Regions from separate parts of the Mus musculus genome. Here region 2 is linked to region 1. The links are chromatin contacts, called in public promoter capture Hi-C maps. All regions are on one chromosome and are shown on one strand. The core of a region is the stretch at or near the end of the contact, and the rest is flanking DNA. Distances in the headings are between cores, read along the strand shown.

What was found. Promoter capture Hi-C pulls out the DNA fragments that hold promoters and counts their contacts.
Region 2: a contact with region 1 is called in a promoter capture Hi-C map of liver. The contact joins the enhancer-like site here to the promoter of Slc36a1 in region 1. A contact is called at or near these places in 6 of 39 promoter capture datasets (the C10 cell line, the HPC-7 cell line, the SN4741 cell line and 3 more), 1 of 484 Hi-C or Micro-C datasets (the N1E-115 cell line), 4 of 115 datasets of contacts at active chromatin or transcription factors (CD8 T cells, effector CD8 T cells, microglia and 1 more) and 1 of 9 other capture datasets (pancreatic islet).

What each region holds. Positions count from the first base shown.
Region 1 is chr11:55,202,523-55,206,334 of GRCm38.p6, forward strand. Slc36a1 (solute carrier family 36 (proton/amino acid symporter), member 1) reads left to right here and starts at 1,818. Exons shown (of 11, transcript NM_153139.4): 1 at 1,818-1,966.
Region 2 is chr11:55,014,390-55,018,201 of GRCm38.p6, forward strand. The region is part of intron 2 of Anxa6 (annexin A6); the gene reads right to left. Among named protein-coding and RNA genes, the nearest start is that of Gm19911, 3.7 kb to the right of the region's middle. Within about 2 kb of position 1,787, at least 82 of the 459 cell types and tissues checked have an H3K27ac peak or open chromatin away from gene starts, as enhancers often do. A contact at or near this core is called in the N1E-115 cell line, liver and pancreatic islet, where this site is marked.

The DNA of each region.
Region 1 (3,812 bases), core at 568-3,067:
GAGAATAGAGTAGGGCTTCCAACTGAACTTTCAAAATGGGTAACCCAAAGGGAACTCAGAAGGCTGCGCAGCAGGAAGTGATGGAGACAGACCTGGGATGTGGGTGGGAAGGAGGTTACTCTGCCACACTGCAAGCCTTGCTGGGCTAATACTCAGTACACCAAGGCAGTCCTCTGTAGTAGGGCTCTCAGCAGGAGAATCCAAATCTCCCTAGGTCTTGCCGGATGCCACTCATGGATGGGGATCTTGACCCAGCAAGTGTAGAGTGGGACTCTAGAAGTTGTATCATTTCTTGTTCATGTGTGTATATGTATGTGTATGCATCTGTGTATGTGTGGTGTATGGTTTATATGCTTGTGTATGTATGTATGTATGTATGTATGTATGTATGTATGTAGTATATGTAATATGTGTATGTGTGTATGTGTGTGTCGTGTATGAAGTATGTGTATGTGTGAAGTTGTCTTTGCATCTCTGTGTGTGTGGTATATGGAGTATATGCATGTGTGGTATGTACTGTTTATATCTCTGTGTGTATGGAGTACATGTATGTATGTGTGAGGTGTATGGAACATATGCATATGTGTATGTATGTATGTATGTATGTATGTATGTGTGAGGTGTATGAAGTATATGTGTGTGTATGGAGTATATGTATGTGTGTGTGGTATATGGAGTGTGTATGTGTGTGTGGTGTATGAAGTATGTGTATGTGTGAAGTTGTCTTTGCATCTCTGTGTGTGTGGTATATGGAGTATATGTATGTATGTGTGGTATATGTTTGTATGAGTATATGTGTATATGTGTCTGTGATGTATGGAGTATATGTTGTTTGTGTGTGTGTATGTGTGTGTGTGGTGTATGGAACATATGTGCATGTACGTATGTGTGTGGTGTACGAAATATATGTGTGTACATGGAGTATATGTACGTGTGTGGTGTATGGAGTATATGTATGTATATGGTGTATGGAGTATATGTCTGTGTGTATGTGGTGTATGGAGTATATGTATGTGTGTGTTTGTGGTGTATGGAGTATATTTATGTGTGTGGTGTATGGAGTGTGTGTGTGTGTGTATGTGTATGTGTGTAGCATATGGAGTATGTGTGTGTGTGTGTGGAGTGGGGCATCGGGGAGTCAGATGGTGACATTGTCTGCTTGAGTTGTTCCCTCAACTTTTTTTCCCCACAGGTTCTCTCACTGAACCTGAGCCCACTGTTTTGGCTAGATCAGTTAGTCTGCTGAAGAGACCAAGGGATCCTTCTGCTCTGGCCCCAAGCTCTGGTGTTACTGGCACACATTGTCTTGCCTGGCTCTTTATATGTACTGGGAATCTTAACTCAGGTTCTTATTGTATCCAGTAAACCATTTTCCCAGTAGCCCCTTTTAAATTTTTTTGAAGCAAGGTATCTTTAAATCACCCAGGGTATCCTTGAACTCACTCTATAACCCAAACAGGCCTTGAACTATTTTTCTTCTCTGCTCTGGTATTGCAGTCTTGTACCATCAGGCTTAGCTGCACGATTTATTTTTTAAAAGGTGCAAACTTGTGATTATAAACCAGTAAATGCACGTTAATATATGCTGAACAAATAAATTTTAGCAAGGCTAAAAATTACGGATATTTTGCATGCCGACTTCCCTGGAGACTGCCTCAAAATCTAGGTCGTCTGCCTTAGCTCTGTGGTGGTCTCAGAAGCACTGCCCTTTCTGAAGCAGCGGCTGACGGCCGCCAGGTGGCGCTGCAGAACAAGGGTCCGGGAGGAGGAGCACGGAATGGAGCGGCACGTGACCTGGGCTAGGGAGCCAGCATCACGTGACAGGGCCCGGAAGCGGCTGTCCAGGAGGCTAGAAAACCATGGCTAGGGGTCGGCGCTGAGGCTACGCGAGGTGGGCTGAGCAGGAGCGGGAGCCAGAGCCGGAGCCGGAGCCGGAGCGGGAGCCCGGGCCGGGCAGGGCCGACCGGTGAGTAGTGCGTGCCCTGCGCTGCAGTCGGGAGTCACCTCCTGCTGTAGCACCTCCCGCCAAACGGATGCTGCTGCTCAGGGACAGGTCACCCGTGGGGTGGGGTCTCCCATGCACCTTTGACAGGTGTTCAGTCATAGTTCCCAGGTGACATCGGCAGTCACTGACGGCTAGCTCGGACCAACCCTTCGTTTGCAGATGTGGCTGTTCGAGCTATGCCCTTGCCTTGGGTCACAGGGTACCAGACCGCAACTCCTTTCCTCCGAGAGTAGGGGAAACTGAGGTCCAGGGCTGTGTGTGGGCTTCCGAGGTATCCCTGCAGCAGGGTGTCAGCTTCTGCAACTGTTTGTTTTCTGCCACGTTGCCATCTGCGGGGAAACTCGCCCTGTGAAAAGGCACTTGTCCCTTCCGCTGTGGGTCGCGCGTCCTTGTTTAGCTCCGCTGTGTCTGGGCTCTCCACGCCAGGCTTGAGTTCTGGGTGTGGTTCTGTTCACTGATGGCTTTTTCCTTTCCTTTCCTTTCCTTTCCTTTCCTTTCCTTTCCTTTCCTTTCCTTTCCTTTCCTTTCCTTTCCTTCTTTTTTCCTCTCTCTCTCTCTCTCTCTCTCTCTCTTTCCTCATCACTCAGCAGGCTTCGTTTCTAACCGTTCTGCAGTTTTGTGGAAGTCACTTAGAAATATGAAATAGGACCTGGGATAGACTGGAGGGACCAAGAGAGCTCTAGGGCATGAAAAGCACAGATGTTAACTTGAAGACCGCTTGCTTTTTGTTTTGTTTTCTGAAATTTGACAGATTCAGGTAGCGACTGCTTATATGGATGGAATTAGGGGGTGGGGGCTTGTTGAGTCAGGATAGCAACATAGTGTCCTGGAAGGAATTGACTTTGGGGAATCTGCAGAGCGTGTTTTAGCTTTTGCCTCTTGCTTGATGCCTTAGGTGACTTTGAATCCTCCCTCACCCGGGTTTACATTTTCAGTGTATGAATGATGGTAGGGTCCTTTTGTTATGAAACTCATATTTTTCCTGTTTGATTTTGTTAGGAGAGATTTACCCCCTCCTTGTAATCTGTAGGCAGTAGCCTACAACAAGAGTAGATCTTGTTCTAAAAGAATTTTACCTGTTTCTAATTGTCTTGAATCTGCCCCCCCCCCATTTATGGCTCAACTAGACATTCATAATTTTAGTTGTCTTTCTCATGACCAAGATCTCTTTTGCCTCTAGTTTGCATCCTAATTTATAGTAACTAACAGGTACATTAGTGCATAGGGTTTTTTTTTGGATGGAACCCAGGGGTTCCAAACACTCTGGAAGTAGACTGCATCTACGGCCGGGCTTCTTAAAAGCTGTTGTTGAGGTTACAAGTAAGAGGCTCGACTCTCAGCCCTTGGCTTTGACCTGAGGCTGGGCCTGCTCTGGTGGGGTCTGTGCTGCTGCAGCCTCTTTGTTTTTATGTCTCTGTTTTCTCCTTAAACCCGGTGGCTGTTTGTTCAGCCTCCTGCCTGTTTAGCTGTCTTTGTCTAGCCGGGAGTCTATAAAGGAGAGAGGGATTTATGTATTTGGTTATTCAGGAGACTACAGTTAAGATCAGTGCGGTAAGGGAAGTGGTTTTGAGCATAAAAACTTTCAAGGAATCAGTTCTCTTTTGCTTTGGACACAGCGTGGAACTCCTTGTCACCACAGGGAGTTGTCATTGGGCATTTAATTGATTACCTTGGGGAACGTTGTAGGTGAAATTGCTGTGCTGGATAGAGAGCTGACCTAAATACAGTCAGTTGTGTTTTCCTTCTTTATCTCTGTCTCCCCCTCTCCATCCCCCCCCCATTCTCTCCGTCTCTCCCTGCCCTCCTA
Region 2 (3,812 bases), core at 537-3,036, 190 kb before region 1:
ACTGCCATGTAGACCAGGCCGGCCTTGAATTCACAGACCTCTGGCTCCCGAGTACTGGAATTAAAGGTGTGCACCATCACACTCGGTCTACCTTAACTTCTTGTTAAGAATGGTTAAACGTTTATTATTACTGTGTTTAGAGGGTGGGTATGTGCCCGCCATGGCACACACGTGGATGTCAGAGGAGACAACTTAGGGAGTCTGTTCTCGCCTTCCATCTTTAGGTGGGGTCTGGTGATGGAACTCAGGCTGTCAGGCAGGGTCGTGAGCATCTGTACTCAGTGAGACATCTTGCTAGGCCGTCCATCTTGTTTTTGGTTTTTGGTGTTGTTTTGGTTTTTAGTGTTTTGAGTCAGGGTCTTTCTATATAGCCCTTGCTGTCTTGGAACTCACTATGCAGACCTAGCTTGTCTCAAACTCACAGAGATCCACCTGCCTCTGCTGAAATTAAAAGCATGCACTATCATACCTGGTTCACCTTACTCTTGGAGACAGGGTCTTTCTGTGGCCTGTTGCTCATCATAGGTAGCCTGGTTATTGAGTCCCAGGGATACACCTGCCTCTGCCTCCCCATCACCACTATTACAAGGATGTACCACCGTGTTCTTTTTATCTTGAGTGGGGGGCTGGGTTCTAGAGCTTAAACTAAGGCCATCACGTTTTACCTAGCAAACGTTACCGTCTAAGACATCTCCTCAGCACTTCTGCTTTTCAGAGCACTTTACCGTTTACAAAGCTTTTCATCTCCACTAATACGATTATATTAGCAACTGCAGGAGTGTTTAAGGTTAACTGTTCCTTGAGAAGGAACCCCACAGACCCCTAGCCCTGTTCCCTGTTCCCATCTTTCCTCAACTGGACCAACTTCACAGCTGCCAGCTACTCAGGGGGACCCAGAGCTGCTCTCAAGTCCAATGCCAAGATGAGCACTAGTCCTTGGGGGCCCAGTAAATTGAGCTGTGAACTGGCATCTGAGGACAAGCTGGCAGGGTCCTTACAGGCCAGGAGAGGAGGGCAGAGAGCCAGGAGACCTCAGACATCAGATCTAAAGCTGAATGCACAATGGGTTGCTTCACGGAGGAGTCAGATGCGGGGCAGCCATACAGTGTGGAGAAGAACCGGGTCTGAGAGACACACTGGGTGATTCCAATTCACAAGGGGCTGCCCCTGGGCAGGCACACAGCATGCAATCTGTGCCAGGCCCTAGGCCAAGGGCTGAAGATCCAGAAAAGAACAAAGACCTGCTTTAGTTGAACTCCTTGGCAGAGATAGTCTGGAAATAGGAAATACCTAAAGAGAGAGGTAAGTTACAGAGAAAACAGCTAAGCCCAACACCAGCTCCAAAAAAGAGATTAGAAAAGGCTCTGTAGATGGAGGAGCAGCTGGAGGCTGAGAAGCCCACAGATTGTGCCTTCAAGGAGTGAGGCACAGACAAGCAAAACAGGAGTCGCCTCATAGCCCGGTGTCTCCTGCTGTCTCCTACCACAGGACCCAGCCAGACATCTGTCTGCCCTCTGCTTTAGGTCCCAGAAGCTGGCTCTTCAGAGGTATGCATGCGTGGGTGCAGGGCTGCTATTTAAAGCTCGCACAGGGCAGGTGACCAGAAAGGGACACAGCCTTCTTCCCGCCATTCGTGAATCCCCTGCAACTTGATCTCAGCCCTGGTTAAGGAAAGAATATCAGGCCAGATAGCAGACCAAGCAAGCAAGGGATGGCGCATGCTGGCCCAACGTCCCGCCTACACTCCCTCTGTCCTCTTCAGTCCTTCCAAGGCCTGCCACATTTGCATTGGCACAGTGCCACCCTGGATAGTCTAATCCAGGGACCTGAGGTCCTGTGTCAGGCCTGGTGTGTTCATAGACTGACTAGAGGAGGTCCTCAAGTCCCTGCTATCAGAGAAAAGGCAGTGTCCTGCTAGAATTTTACCTCCTAACCACTTGGTGTTTCTTTCTGTATCCTGATCTAGCAATGTCAGAAAGTAATTGCCATCAGCTGCTAGGGTGGAGGAAAGGGAAGCAGAGGGGGCCAGAATGTCTGCTTTGCGAAGGGTCTTAAAGACTTTCTAGTCTAATCTTTCTCTTGGTCATTTTATTTTTTGTTTTGTTTTGATATAAGGGTTCACATAGCCGAGGCTGGTCTTGAATTCACTATGTAGCCCAGGCTGACCTTGAACTCCTGACGCACCTGACACTGCTACCTGAGTGATGGGATTACAGGCGTAATTGGGATTACAGACACCACATCTGGCCCTTTGATTTTTTTTGACTCCACAAGGACAGATGCTATAATGAGTAAGCTATGACGGCATAAGAGAAAGTGAATCCCCACACCCAGCTCAGGCTTAGCAATGGAGCCTGGAGAGAGCTTGCTAACTGTAACTGAGTTGAATGAAGATAGTCCCCTCTGTGGTGGAGAATGCTAAAGAGGGACGTAGGCAGGGGAGTGCACAGTTTGACTCCATAGCATGGATTCCTAGCACCATTGTTCAGCATTGGAGATACTAGGAGCAACACTGGAGTGCCCAGCTTTTAAATATCTTCCTGGGAACCAGGCCCTCTGGGCTCTGCCTGGGAAGCCAGCTGTTGCTATGACTCATGATGCTTTCTTTCCATTTGCCTGAGCCCACATGCCCATCATCTCCCTAGCTCCAAACTCCTTGCCACTGATCCTTGGGCTCACTTAGAGGGGAAGGCAATGTACACCACAATTTTGAAGCATCAAAACAAAGAGGACAAGTGACATGGGACTAGCTAGCATGTCAGAGGCCTGATTGGGAAGGCAATGGATGACTGTTTTTAGCAAACCAAGCTTTCTCCCTCCCTGACAGAAGCCAGGATGGTGTGGCAGGTCATAGGGAAGACGCCTAGGGCTGCTTCCTTTCCTTGAAGACTAAACCTGGAGTTATTATACTGCACTGTCTGCCTCCCCTGCTTTCAAAGACCTGCTTCTCTCTGTGCCAGGCTGACCCACTTTCAAGCTATAAATAAGGATTGGTACCGAGCCATACCTAGACCCCAAAGGCTCCTCATGCACAGATTTTTGTTTCTAGGGAAACTAGAGCCACCCACTTATCCATCTGTCATTCATTAGTTTACATACCCACCAATCCACCCATTTGTCCATTTATGCTGCCATCTATCCTTCCATCCATTTATCTGTCTGTTCTTTTGTCCACCAATCTGTCTATCTGCCATCCCATTTACCCACCAAGTTACCCATCTACCTATCCACACACCCATCTATCCACTCAACTACCCATCCATCCACCCATGCGTGCATGCATGCATCCATCCATTTCTCCCTGAGAATCTACTAAGTGTTGAGCCCAGGACCTGTAAAAAAAAAAATCAGTCTGGCAGTGAGCTGTACAATAGCACATGTAGCTCCGAGCCAGTCAGCTAAGGACAGCATAGGGGCCAGGGAAGAATCCCTGTGATGGCTGGGACTGCCTGTCTTGCTCAGTGATGTATTTCCAGCACAGGATCTATGACAGTGGTTCTTAACCTGTGGGTCACAACTCCTTTGGGGATTGAATGACCTTTTCACAGGGGTCACACATCAGATATCTTTCATGTCATATATTTATATTATAATTCATAACAGAAGCAAAGTTGCAGTTATGAAGTAGCAATGGAAATAATTAAATGGCTGGGGGTTGCCAAAACACAAGGGTCACAGCGTTGAGAAGGTTGAGAACCAGGGAGTTAGGACATCTTTCTTTTGCTCCAGAAATAGATGTGTGAGTTACTGAGAATATGTGCTGAGCAGATTAGAGCTGACTTCCTGGAGATGATGTCTGAGTTCCCGTGAGT